Linked DNA regions of Mus musculus: region 1 is linked to region 2. The links are chromatin contacts, called in public Hi-C maps. All regions are on one chromosome and are shown on one strand. The core of a region is the stretch at or near the end of the contact, and the rest is flanking DNA. Distances in the headings are between cores, read along the strand shown. Region 1 overlaps Car10 (carbonic anhydrase 10). Region 2 holds the start of Car10 (carbonic anhydrase 10).

Region 1 (7,111 bases), core at 1,614-4,113, 75 kb after region 2:
TTTGGTTTCTCCATCTATGGTAATTGAGAGTTTGGCTGGGTATAGTAGCCTGGGCTGGCCTTTGTGTTCTCTTAGTGTCTGTATAACATTCGTCCAAGATCTTCTGGCTTTCATAGTCTCTGGTGAGAAGTCTGGAGTAGTTCTAATAGGCCTGCCTTTATATGTTATTTGACCTTTTTGTCTTGCTGCTTTTAATATTTTGTCTTTATTTAGTACATTTGTTGTTCTGATTATTATGTGTCCGGAGGAATTTCTTTTCTGGTCCAGTCTATTTGGAGTTCTGTAGGCTTCTTGTATTTTCATGGGCATCTCTTTCTTTAGGTTTGGGAAGTTTTCTTCTATAATTTTGTTGAAGATATTTGCTGGCCCTTTAAGTTGAAAATCTTCATTCTCATCTACTCCTACTATCCATAGGTTTGGTCTTCTCATTGTGTTCTGGATTTCCTAGATGTTTTGAGTTAGGATCTTTTTGCATTTTGCATTTCCTTTGATTGTTGTGTCCATGTTCCCTATGGAATCTTCTGCACCTGAGATTGTCTCTTCCATCTCTTGTATTATGTTGCTGATGCTCGCATCTATGGTTCTTGACTTCTTTTGTAGGGTCTCTATCTCCAGAATTGTCTCCCTTTGGGTTTTCTTTATTGTTTCTATTTCCCTTTTTAGATCCTGCATGGTTTTGTTTACTTCCATCTCCTGTTTGGTAGTGTTTTCCTGTAACTCTCTAAGGCATTTTTGTGTTTCCTCTTTATAGGCTTCTAGCTGTTTACCTGTGTTTTCCTGTATTTCCTTCTTAAGGTCCTCCACAATCATCATTAGAAGTGACTTTAGATCCATGTCTTGCTTTTCTGGTGTGATGGTGTATCCAGGAATTGTTGTGGTGGGAGAGTTTGGTTCTGATGATGTCAAGTAACCTTGTTTTCTGTTGCTTCTGTTCTTAAGCTTGCCTCCTGCTGTCTTATTATCTCAAGTACTTGCTGACCTCAATATATCTGATTGGAGCCTGTCCTCCTATAATCCCAGTTGATTCAGGGCTCCTCAGAGTCCAGCTGTCTCTATGGTTCTTTGCTTGTGGGCTCCTGTGAACCTGAGATTCTGGGTGTGTCAGAGTTCTTGGCAGTCAAGTTCCTCTGAGACCTCTGAAATACTGGTTTGACCAAGCTCCTTTTATCCTGGGATCCTGGAAGTGGTGTCTCCTTTGAGGATTGAGGAGCTGACTGGTCAGTGGTCCTAAGAGTCCTCTAGGGACCTTGGGGTTGTCCACCAACTCCATGCCCTAGGTGTCCTGGTACTGGCACCAACCGGAAGGGACTTGTGATCCTGGTCAGTCCGAGTTTTCTGCTTCCCTAATGTTGTCTCAGGTCCGTCGATTGGATTGGAACAGAAGTTGTGCTCCACTCACCAGTGGTCCTAAGAACTCATGGAGAGTCCTCTAGGGACCTTGGGGGTGTCCGCCAACTCCATGCCCAAGGTGACCTGGTGCTGGAGCCGACTGGAAGGGACTTGTCCTGAAGAACATTTCTAAGTGCTCTTTTCTGTCTTTAACTCTCCCTTGAGTTTATTAAACACACTTTTATTTGACATCAGTGTGCCTATTATTGTAATAGATAAGGCATAACATTTACTTTTGTAACATGTCTAATTCAGTTAGACCAACAGACTGGTAGTACACATTTTAAATATTTAAATTAATTAGATTGTTGCAGCCATGGGACAGCCTAGAATATATGCCAGATAAGCACAGTAGGGTATCTTGGAACAGAAAAAGGACAGTAGGTTACAAACATATGGGTTGAAAATAAGATATGTACTTTAGCTAGTAAAACTAAATTAATACTAGTTCATTGATAAAATAAGCATGCCATACAATACAATATAAAAATAGTAAAGAAAGATTATTTATGAAATAAGTATTATAGCTGTAGTATACCTGTAATGCTTCTATAAATATAAAGCAGTTGTAAAATAAAAATGTGGATAAACAGAGAGAGAGAGAGAGAGAGAGAGAGAGAGAGAGAGAACAGAAAAATCCAGAAATAGGAGAAAGAGAGAAAGAAAAATAGGCACAAAAATGATACTATACAATGACTTTGTCACATATACTTTCCTGTTCATGCTTACTGGCATCTTTCTCTATCTCATTTTGAAGACTATTCCCCCTCTACACACCTCTAAATCTTGGACATCCCCGAGGTCCAGTGTGAGTCCCTTCTGGATCCTGTACATGTTTCTTTTACATTCCTCTAGGTGACCTTATTAAATCTTGTGGCTTTGTATAGAACCTGTGAGTCAGATGGATGTGTCTCATCTTAACTCTTCAAAGAGCTCATCTATATTCACAGTTGACTTGGTATCTTCCTGTTATCTATCCTCTTGAATGGAACACTCAGTTTCACATTATACTTAAAGCCTGTAGATCCCTGTCTCCTTAGTCACAGCTAAGCAATAGTAACATCTCCTAACTCTACTCACACAGGTGAGAGAGGGAGAGAGGGAGAGAGGGAAAGAGAGAGAGTCTTATTTTCATTCACTCAGCTCATGAGCAGGTCATGGTCAGTATCTTCACCAACATCACCCATATGGAAGCTGTCATCACTAATTTTGCTAGCTCTGTCCTACATCTCCAGTAGAATCTCTCTTTGCATCTTTATGGATCACTCACACTTTCCACATCTATGTTGCTTAAAAACTAATGAGTAGGTTTTAGCAGGCAGGCTAATAATCAGACTTGTTAGAGGTTTTCTCATTGATTTTCAGCTCTGGTTACCTTTGGACCTGCTAACCATGATCTCATGCAGGTTGTCCCACACTGACTCCTTTTTCTTATCCACCCAACACAAATATAGTATTGACATCATCTGGATTGATGCTTACCTAGCCTTTTCCTTCTGCTCTGAGAGGTTGCTTTGTTACTCCCAATTGCAATTGGTGATGCTCTGGGTATTTTGCCCCCCCCCCCCTTTTTTGGTCAGAAGTCAGGTCTGTGAATGTGAAGAGAAAAAAAATGTTGAGTTTTTTACTTGTCTTTCAAATTCAAAAAAATAAGGAATGGTTAAAAACAAAATAAACAGTCCAGATATGGCATTTTTCCTCTCATTTTTAAATGAAACATACTGTGTAAAATAGAAGTGGGTTTGCACTGGCTTTCATTTCCCCAGGCAGAGTGTCAGCCCCTGGTGCTTTTCCATCTGTCAAGAGGGTATGGGACTGTCAACCAATTTGAAAACACTTTTGTCTACATTCCCTCTGGTACAAATATAGGCATCATACCAACAAGTCTTTGGATAGACTGAAATCACCCAGCGATCATACAGTTTAGGCTCCAAGATTGCATAATGGACATTTTTACTCAAGTATTTATTATGGATTCACCTAACTTTTACCTGTAGTGTGCCAGCCTTTGTATTACTCATGGGGCTATAAAATCAGGTATATCTGTGTCCTTAAGGAAGTTATAATTTAATATATGAAAGTCTGACATAGAAGCAGATGAATTATTGAGTGAAGTCTTAATGCTAACATGTATAATAACACATAAACTGGACATACATAAAGGATAGTGGGGCCTGCTAGGGAATTATAAAGGTGAAGTTCTAGAGGAAGGAAAGTATCCCTGCCAGTCCATAGGTGCCCTGAAGTGTGCTGAGATAGGCACTTGTGTCCTGTGGTGAGCTATACCCTCTCAGCTAGTCTGCTTCCCTCATAGAAGACAGACTCCCTGTTAAATATTAAAGAGAAGACTGTGAAGTATTGGAATATATAACTTTGCACCATGCATAGAATGTCAGAACGATTTTTTTTTTTACTTCCAACACATAGTGTTGCCATAGTCAGTGGACACCATGATTCCTTCCTTAAGTAACCACCTTGCATGGAGAAAAAAAAATTTCTCAGACAAACAACCACTCATGGCTCTCGAGGTCTGTCACATTATTATGACGTAGTCAAGTAGCATGTCTTCTAAATGTCTCCTCCATATGTTTGGCTCCATCCTTTCTGAACATGAACCATCCAGGGTATGTGTGACCTACTGAGTTCCAGAGTATGCAAACTCATCCCTACAGTGTGCATACTTAGGGCATGTGGGATATGTTTTAACTGAAGTTGCAGTTTTACTAACATCTCTTTTCTCATGCTGACTGGATCATTTCTATTCTCTTCCCTTGTGGACTACGTGCCTCCTCACATCATCTCTCCTCTACGTGATATCGTGTTTGGGTCTTGAATATTGCCATTAATGATTACCATAATTTGCACATGAATGTATTTTCAGTTTTTTCCTCTTCTTTTTTTTTTTTCTGAATCTATGTCAGCTGAGATGTTCGATTTATTTTACAGCTCTTAAAAGAGAGGGATTGCAAGAGTTAATCTCAAAAGATGATGAGAAAGATTTAACGTGTGAAAGTCGAATTATTTTGTCCATGGTGACATGTGAAATTCCCTAGAGTCACCCAGAGACATATACTGTGCACTTATGGGAGGAATAAAGCAGGAGGAGAGAGTTCCGGCTTCGTTTTGGCTGGTGTGAAAACACAGTGTGTGATGACTTAGCCACTCTTAGGAATCTCTTCCAACCTCATTGTTTGATTCCAACAGAAACAAAGTAGGGACCATGGCATCTTGAATGTGACATAGATGACAAAATTCAAACGTCTGGAAAGTATTTAGTGTTGTACATACATCCCACAGTGCGTGTTAATCAAATACCATATGTATTAGTTATAACTTCATAGATTGCCGCTTTCCTTTTCTAAAGTGGCTTCTAAATGTTTGAGTAAGAACTAAAATCACATGACCAGAAAAATAAATTATCTTTCTAGGTTTAAAGTGAGTTTCAGAAAACTGTAACTTGTGGCTTTTGTTATTGGCACAGGGCAATGGGCATGTATTTACAAACTACCTACTTTGTTCTTGTACTACAGTAGCAAATTCAGCACTTGGGAAAAAGCAAGCGTGCGTGTGTGTGTGTGTGTGTGTGTGTGTGTGTGTGTGTGTGTTTTCAAAGACAAAAGCATCCCTTATATGGCCTTTTAGGAAGTGAGAGACTCCCAGGACTCAAAAGGAGGGCCCTTAGATGAACCGTCCCACAATAGGGAGAGGGACCTTATAGAGCCCACCTCCAGCAGGAAGACAGGACATCAAGTGAAGGACGGGGTTGCCATCCCACAGTCATATCTCTGACCCATAATTATTCCTGTCTGAAAGAATTACAGGGATGGAAATGGAGAGGAGCCTGAGGAAAAAGTCCAGTGACAGGCCCAAAGTGGGATTCAGCTTAGGAGGAGGTACCAAGGCCTGACACTATTACTAAGGCTATGGAGAGCTCACAAAGGGATCTATCTTGACTGCCCTCTGAAAGACCCAACAAGAAGCTAAAAGAGTCAGATGCAGATATTTGCATCCAACCAATAGACAGAAGCAGTTGACCTCTGTTATTGAATTAGGGAAGGCTGAAAGAAACTGAGGAGAAGGGCAATCCTGTAGGAGGACCAGCAGTCTCAATTAATCTGGACCCCCAAGATCTCTCAAACACTGGACCACCAAACAGACAGCATATACCAGCTGATATGAGCCCCCCCCCCCCACGCACACATACAGTTGAGGACTTCTATGTCTGTGTTCATTCAGAGATGAGGCACCTAACCCTCAAGAGACTGGAGGCCTCAGGAAGTTTAGAGGTCAGGTAGGGTGGGGTTGGGACATCCACATGGAGACAAGGGGTGGAGAGGGGAGGAGGTGTGAAATGTGGAACAGTTGGAGAGTGGACTGGGAGGGGAATAAAATCTGGAGTGTTAAATAAAAGGGAATGTTTAAAAATACATAATACATATGAAAAAAAGTCTTTGTGCTCCAATTTCTTTAATCCTTAAGAAAGGGGTAAAATCAATGATTATCCCATCTCTGCTGTCTATCTGACAGTCTGGGCTTTCTTTTGAAACCCCCAAGTTCAAACTGGGGCAAAGAAACAAACAAACAAAAAAACAAAGATGACTGAAATGTATTTTTCCTGACTGTAAGTATCTCATCTGACAGGGGTGGCAGCTTTTATTATTAGGACATTATTATTATTATTATTATTATTATTATTATTATTATTATCATCATCACTATTTTCCCCAAGGGGCTGATTGCACATTAAGCAAAGAAATCAAGGAGATTGCAGTCCTTAGGCAAAGAGGAGCCGAGATCCTGGAGAAGCTGAGGCTGCTCTCTGTGCACCTGTCTGCTCTGAGGGATTCTCAGTCATCCCTCCACTCACAGAAAATCAGATGCAAACAACAAGATGACTGCCAGCATCTGGCAGGAGGTGTTAAATGGGAACCCTGCACTTCTGTAGGTGTTTCATCTAAAATAAACCCCTTGTGACAGGGAGCAGAACTTTAAATGAGGTTACTTTGAAATGTGTACCCCATCTTTCTAAAATGCCAACTATTATGAGTCTACACTCAATATCCAGAGGCATTTAAACTATATAAACTATATATATATACATATAGATATAATTATATATAGTTATATGTAACTATATATAGTAATAATATAGTATATTCTATATAGTAATAATACAGTAATATGTAAAATATAGTAATTTATACATAATATGTATATATTTTCAATTTGTAATTTATATATATATATAGAGAGAGAGACAGAGAGACAGAGAGACAGAGAGAGATTGATTGATGGATATCAGAGCTCTATGCTAGATAACTAATTTAACTAATTTTTGAAAGGTAAATTTATTCCTTCAACATGCAAGTCAAACATAGCTTCCAGGCTTGTAAAACAACTGTGGGGATAATGGCATAGTCCTCACAGTCCTTTAAGCCTGACAATCTGAGTTTGATCTCTGGAACCCACATGAGGAAAGAAAAAAAGGAACTCCTACTGTCCTCTCAATCTCTATGTGTGAGCCATGGTGCACATGTACATACACAGAGAGAACACACAGGCACACACAGACATACACACACACACACACACACACACACACACACATACACACACACAACCATGAGTTAGTTCTCTCTCTCTACTATGTAGATTTCAGGTATCAAACTCAGAGCACTAGGTTTGGCATACCTTGGTTTAAGTATGCCTTTACCTGCTAAGC
Region 2 (6,875 bases), core at 2,571-5,070:
ATTTATTTTCTGTACATTTTGCTGCAGTCTGGTTTTGTTTGCTGAGATAGCCCAAGTTGCCATTAGACTCAAAATACCCCCGTCTCACCCTCTGAGATGCTGGGATTATAAGTATGTACCGTCATGCCTGAATTTTTTGAGATTGTAGTTGGGACCATATTAACTCATAATATACCTGGATGAAACTATTATTTTAATATTATTGAGTTCTTTTTAATCCATGAACATGACATATATTTTGTCTTTAAGTAATTTCAACTTTTGATAGGGATTCTATGTGTATATGCACCTTAGATAAAAACATTTAAATAAAAATTAAAATGATGTTTTTCCAACTGTTTCTCTCAAATTCAGAACTAGTGAAATCACCTGTATAGGTGGTTAGTTATATAAAGTAGGCTCTAAATATTCTTTTCCACACACATGGTTGATTGTGGCTGACCTCAGAGATGTAGTCACTGCAACAGAACAAAGGTCTTTCTGACTCCACTCTTCTCAAGGTAGTAGATAGGACATGGGGGAATGAAACATACATACAAAGTAAGGCTCAGGCCAAAGTTAGCAAATAGCATGACATTGTCTCAAAGAGTGTGAGAGAGATGAGGGTGAAGCCTAAAGGACACAGTGAGCCCTTTGTACTTGAACGCAGGCTAGTAGGAGAGCAAAAAAAAAAAAAAAAAGACAAAAAAACAAAAAACAAAAACAAAATCAAAAACAAAACAAAACAAAACAAAACAAAAAAAAACCCCCATGATTGTCTTCACCTTCTAGTTCCATATGAACTACTTTTAAGAAACATATCCAAACAAGTATGCTATGTTTTTACAAGTTTGACCAATCAGGTGAGTCACTTGCTTTAGAGAAGTGAATATAAAAGAAGATAACACACCACCACCACCATCACCACCAAATTCAGTGTCATCCTCCTGGGAAATGGAACTGTATTTCTTCGAAAGTCTAAAGGCAACTGATACTGTATCTCACGGTTGAGCTTCACCAAAACTCTACTCAATTTTGTAAAACACTTACACTGAATTTGTAATGGAGAAATTAAAGGACTAGAAATGAGATAAGATGAAAGCAGGTTTGGAAGAGGATTTCAAAAGACATAAAGATTTGGATATAAGGGTCTGGAAAGATGTCTCAGTGTCATACTACTCTTTCAGAAGATCTGAATTCAGTGTCCAGCACCCACATCCAATGGCTCACAATCACCCATTACTCCCGCTCAAGGGAATCTGATGCCCTCTTCTGGCTGTCAAGAGCACTGCACTCACTTAGGAATAAAAAGTACTGTATTTAAAGATTCCTACTTAATATTTTCTCACTGAGTTTTTATTTGGATTTAACGAGAGGGTTTCACTGTTTAAAATGAAACATACAGATCAATCCTAGAAAACACTTAAGAAAATATTGTTATTTCTTTAGGAGACTCTAGTAAGAAACCTAAACACTGGGGGCATGTTGTGTTTATTGCCAGATTGCAAGTGTAAGAGAATTGGCCTTTAGACTCCTAGTTAGAAATGCTCTGGTCTGTTCCCAATTGCCAGTAATCTTTTCTCTCTCTCTTGATTTTAATTTAAGTAACTTTGAAGTTACATAACCTGCCAGTATGTTTTCAGCCCGACTTTGATTGTCTCTATGTGTGTGGTGTGAACACTTAGACTTTCCCTAAGCTCCCAACACTTCCTTCACGGTGATGCATTTCGTTTTCTCAAGCATGAAATGAATTTGCATAGTCTGGACTTCCCAGACGTAATCTCTGTACTACCTGTTAGTAGTTGTGAGGTAAATAGAGACTCTGAGATTGTTTTATAAGATATGTATTGTACAGGGATCTGCTATGGTGGCTCAAATGTGTGCCTTCCAAAATTCATGTTGGAATCGAATCTCCAATGTGCTTATATGAGAGGTAGACCTGTAGAAAAATGATTAGGTCATAAGGATTCTACATTCACGAATGGAAGGATTTACCCTTATAAAACTATCATGGGAAGTGCTTTAAAATATTTTGTCTTTCTGTCTCCTGTTGTATAAGGACATAGAAAGAACCCTTTCTCTCAGTGTGGAATGTCCCAACCTCAGCCCTCTCCCAGCCTCCAGGAGTGTAAAAAATTATTTATAAATTTTGTGGGCTGTGCTATTTTGTGAAAGCATCACAAATGGACCAAGACGGGATGTTAATGATGACTAAGTGAGATAATTCATGCTAGAGACTCATCAATGCCTGGTCTATGGAAATCAATCAATACATTTTTTTAACTAACAAATAATCTCATGAGTTTATTTTTTAAATACATTATAAACAATGATAAATTAAACGTTTACAGTGACAGTGGCAGGTCTAGGCAGGAAAGAAAGGGATGAACTATTATTTACTAGCATTGGTCTTAAGGCAAAATGTACAGGAAGGCACAATCTCTGAGCTCTGTGATAAACACCCATCGTGCTTTTCAGTTTTAAAACCACAACACTGTACTACAATGCTTGATGTATATAAGTCAGTCACTTGATATTTGCATAATCCGTTAATAAATGAATGGTTATGTGGTATAAAACCCAGTCACTTTGCTTGCACATCCAGAGAGAAAGCTCTCCTGCTGTCAGTAAACCAGCTTGGAATCACAGAAGGTAGGTCGCTATCCGTGGTGCTGACCTACGATGGCTCTGTTCACATTTGGCAAACTGCTTTCTTCTCTCTCTGCTCAAAAAAATCCCTTTCATGCAGTCTACTTTCAAGACACGGAGACAAACACTCCCCTCTATGTTTCCCAAATGGGCTAATTCTCACCGTCTCTGATTCTATTAATGTTCTCAAGTCTCAATGTCTTTCCTGCTGAGTCTCAAAGTTCTCTACCTAAAAAGCATGGATTTATTTCATCCGAGCCTCGATTTTTAATGCGTTGGCCACCTGGAGTCCTTGGCTGTCGTCTCAGAGGGGGGAAAAAATTCCCTCGGCCACACCTCCTTCTTAAAGAGTAGGCAAGACTGCCAGCGGTTCTTTTTTAGGATCCCCGGAGGCTGCAGAACCGCACACTCTGGTTTCTGCAGTCAGCTAGCTGCTTTCCTTCCTCTCTCAGCGCCAGCCCCCACACCCCCACTGCTCCCCTCCGGGTCTCATGACGCCCGACTTCCCAGTACAGAGAATCTCTAGACTTCCTAGACTCCATTCAAGAATCCGGGGAGCCCTCTGGTGTAACTACTTTGGCTCTTATGCCGCACCCTTAGATGCCACACAGTCTGGATGTTCGCTGTGTTTGCTGCATCTACTGTGCAGATCAAAAAACATGGTTCTTTCCCACCTTCTTCCTTTCCACTTCTCCACTCTTTCTATGCTTATTAGATCGAGGCTCACAGTGAAACAGCTTCTAAGCATCAGCAATTTAAAAGTACAAAAATATTCCCTGTGGGTTGTGCGTGTGTTTGTTGTGTGTGTCCATCCGCGCTTATGCAAAGCCTCCCAACGTCACACTTGGGTATCCGGACAAGCTTCTCCACAAACCCCAGATCTTTCCAGGGATTCCCTCTGCCCTGCCCTCTTCTTCTTCAGCACCCTTAAAAGAGGTAGGTCTGGGGCTTTCCGCCAGCCACTCCTGCCTTGATAGACGCACACAAATCTGCTGCAGTTTTTCCTTCCCTGTTCACCCCTAGCCCTTTTAGGCGAGCAGTCCGGAGCGCAGGATTTCCTAGCATTTACCCTGCATCCGCACTGCATTCCCAGGCCGCCCTTCCAGGGCTAGACCTTCTGCAGACCCGGCGGCTCCGGCTCCGCCTGGGTGGTGGGTGGTGCTCTCGCCGCCCCCTCCTTCCCCTGGGGCCCGAGAGAGCCGCGCGCTGGGCAAGAGTGCGCGCGCGCCGGCTTGCTGGGGGAAAATCTCCTTCCCTGGAAGCTGCTGAGTGTCGCTGACCGAGAGTATCCCGGGGTCCATCAAAAGCCACCAAAGCGTTTGAGAGCTTTTCTAAAGAAAAACGGTGAAAGAAAAACAAGAAGGGAAACCCGTTTCCCGGGAGGCCTGGGTTTCCGATGGTATCGGATTCTCCCGTAGCTGCTCTGATAGGGATGCGGTTGGCGGCCGCTGGTACCCGGACTTAGAGTGTCCGTTGCGAGAGGAGGGAGGTGAGGGACTTGCGGGCAAGAGTTGCACCTGATCAGGGAATCTGCGAAGAGAACTGTGGGGTAAGTAGCTTTCTTCTGGCATCCGAGCAGGATGGGGGCGGGGGGGGGGGGAAGGAGGGAGCAGGAGAGGGACGAAAAGGAGAGGGCAGGGAATGGATTATGAAAGAAAGAAAGAAAAAAAATCCTTCAAATTCCGCTGCAGAGGGAATGAGCACAGCGCAGTCCTTCCAAGATGAGTCCCGCACGGCTTTTCTGTAGTGAGCGAACAGCCGAGAAGTTCTTTTTAAAGAAAAAAGAAACTCCAAGCTCCTGGAGGGGAAGCGGGGCAGCCGGGCGGGGCGGAGTTCCAAGGCTGGCGCCTAGGGTCCCGGCCGAGGCAGTGGCCTGAAGTGCTGACTCCCAGCTACTGCTCCTTATGTCCTCGCCGCCCTCCCCGGGACGGACTTTTTGCCTCCGCCCCCGGGTGCCTGGCCGCCCCGCTGACGTGGGGACTCCGGGCGGCCGCACGGAAGCTCACCTGGCCGAGCCTTCTCCTTCCCCTCCTCCTCGTGCTCCCGCCCCCACCTGCCCTCCTCCTCTCCAAGTGGGAAGGCGTCGGGATCCGTAGGCGAGGAAATAACGACCCCTGCAGTTGCATTGCGGAAAATCTCGGCGGCGGTGCTAGTTGCGGGCGATGGAAGCGAGGCAATTGCGGGGTCTGGGGAGCCCTGGAAAATAGCAGAAAAGCGGAAAGCGCGCGTGCAACGAGGGGGAGTCAGTGAGACTCCCGACGCACCCCAGTCCTGGGAGCCTAGCCTTGGGCTCGGCGTCCTGGAAGCATCGCCTGAAGCCAGCTTGGAGGCGGCAGGCGGCTCGAGGACTTGGGGAGCAGGGAGGGTCAACGGAGGCAGCTGGTGACCTGTGTTTGCGGGCAATAATCCCCGCTTCTCTTTCTTTCTCTGTGTGCGGTGTCTGCTCCTCTCTCCCCACCCCTCCGGAAGCAGGAGAACTGGCCTGATCAGAGACAGCAGTCACCCTTTGACCATGCCCCGGTGAAGGGGGGCGGACTTCGAGGGCAACTTGTCGCGGACTACCTGGGCTCAGCTAGCCTACGGAAAGAGAGCAAGAGCCCAGAACTCTACAGCTCGGCCCAGCGGGGGGCTGTTGTCTATGTCTTCTTGGGGCGCCCGGCGGATCGGGGTCTCGGTTTTGCAGGAAAAGCCCAGTGCTGTTGGCTTCAGGTGGCTGCCGCCGCCGCCACCGCGGTCGCCGCAAGTGCCATTTCTGCCACTGGTGAGAGGAGCAGAGATACAAGAGAGGGGAGACCTCCGAGGCAACGAGGCATCGGACATGTGTCAGCACATCTGGGGAGTACATCCGAAGAGCCCGAGGGGAGATTTGCCGAAACAATTCAAACTGCGTTATTGATCTTGGGGGTGCCTGTCCCTGGCCGGCTGTCGGGTGGGAGCGCGAGTGTGCGCTCTCTGGAGAGAGTGTGCGTGTGTGTATGTGTGTACCGTGTCGGGCTCCCCCCTTCCCCCCTGTTTTCCCGTCGAGTGATGCACCTGGAATGAGAATCAGAGGATGGAAATAGTCTGGGAGGTGCTTTTTCTTCTTCAAGCCAATTTCATCGTCTGCATATCAGGTACGGGACGTGCTGGGGTTGCTGGCGGGGTGGTGTGTTCTGTGGTGGTGTTTAGAATGTGTGGTTATTATTATTATTATTTTTATTTTTATCGTGTGCAGACTTAGGGCGGGAAGCAAAGAGGTGGCACGGGCCTTTTTCGTTCTGTGGCTTTGCTATCTTATGAATCAAAGACCTTCTAAGCCCAAGGGTGTGTGCACGGGCTTGTGTGTCCATATATGTGTGACTCTGTGTGTGTGTGTGTGTGTGTGTGTGTGTGTGTGTGTGTGTGTGTGTGTGTAGGTGTGTGTAGGTGTGCCGCTATGGGTAGGATCTTTGTAGCGTCCTGGAAGGGAGAAGGGATGGAGACTGAAAATGAGGAGGCAAATGGGTGTTGATTTTCAACTGCTTTCCTGGCTGAGAACTCTGGCGCCGAAATCTGAGCCTTGGTATCCCCCACCCCCAACCCCTGGCTTCCAAAGTTCCCAAACTCAGTGGTTCCTGCTGGCAAAATAGATGCAGAGCCTTGGTTTGGTATCTAGGCGCTTTAAAGTGACTGCAGGAAGATGCGAGACTGGGGAATACCCCCTACCCCTCCATCTACCTTCTCCAGGTGCTGAAGACTGTATCCTGGTGTCTGAAACCCAGTGGCATAGCCCTCCCACCGCAAACACACCTGAAACAATACAGTATTAGAAATGCTGCTTTAGATTAAGGTCTTAATTCCCAGTAGCAAGAATGTGCTGGCTCAGTTGCTGATCACAGGCTACTTGTGCCAGCTTGTGGCTCCCCCCCCCCCCCCCAGGGTGGGTGTTGAGGTGACTAAGGCAGGGTTTGTGCTTGCCTGTATCTTAGTATCCTGTGTTGGGAGGAACTGTCATTTCCAAGATGTATCTTTCTTGGTGCAGGAATATAGGCTTGGAGGGAACTATGTAGACATTTCCCAGTCCTTTGGCTCCTCCCATCGACCAGCACCCACTCCCTTGCACCTGCCATTTAAGCGCTCAGGGTGTAGCCCATTTGCAGTTCTCTCTTCTGCCTGCATTCCCTCTGCAGAATTAGGGACTGAGCCAACTTCCCATGAAGTCTCCATAGGTAGATGAGCAGGAGCCCTGCCTTTTTGAGCAGATATGCTTGGGCAGCTTTGGAGTAGGA

Evidence for each region. A called contact is a pair of places that touch in the nucleus more often than the background predicts.
Region 1: a Hi-C map of cerebellum shows a contact between it and region 2, with 1.9 times the contacts expected there. The contact joins the enhancer-like site here to the promoter of Car10 in region 2. A contact is called at or near these places in 1 of 39 promoter capture datasets (pre-B cells), 2 of 484 Hi-C or Micro-C datasets (cerebellum and cerebral cortex) and 3 of 9 other capture datasets (adipose tissue, liver and pancreatic islet).

What each region holds. Positions count from the first base shown.
Region 1 is chr11:93,170,913-93,178,023 of GRCm38.p6, forward strand. The region is part of intron 2 of Car10 (carbonic anhydrase 10); the gene reads left to right. Among named protein-coding and RNA genes, the nearest start is that of Car10, 76 kb to the left of the region's middle. Within about 2 kb of position 2,864, at least 2 of the 459 cell types and tissues checked have an H3K27ac peak or open chromatin away from gene starts, as enhancers often do. A contact at or near this core is called in cerebellum, where this site is marked.
Region 2 is chr11:93,094,546-93,101,420 of GRCm38.p6, forward strand. It overlaps Car10 (carbonic anhydrase 10), which reads left to right and starts at 3,821. Exons shown (of 10, transcript NM_001361708.1): 1 at 3,821-4,177; 2 at 5,101-5,741. The coding sequence starts at 5,681.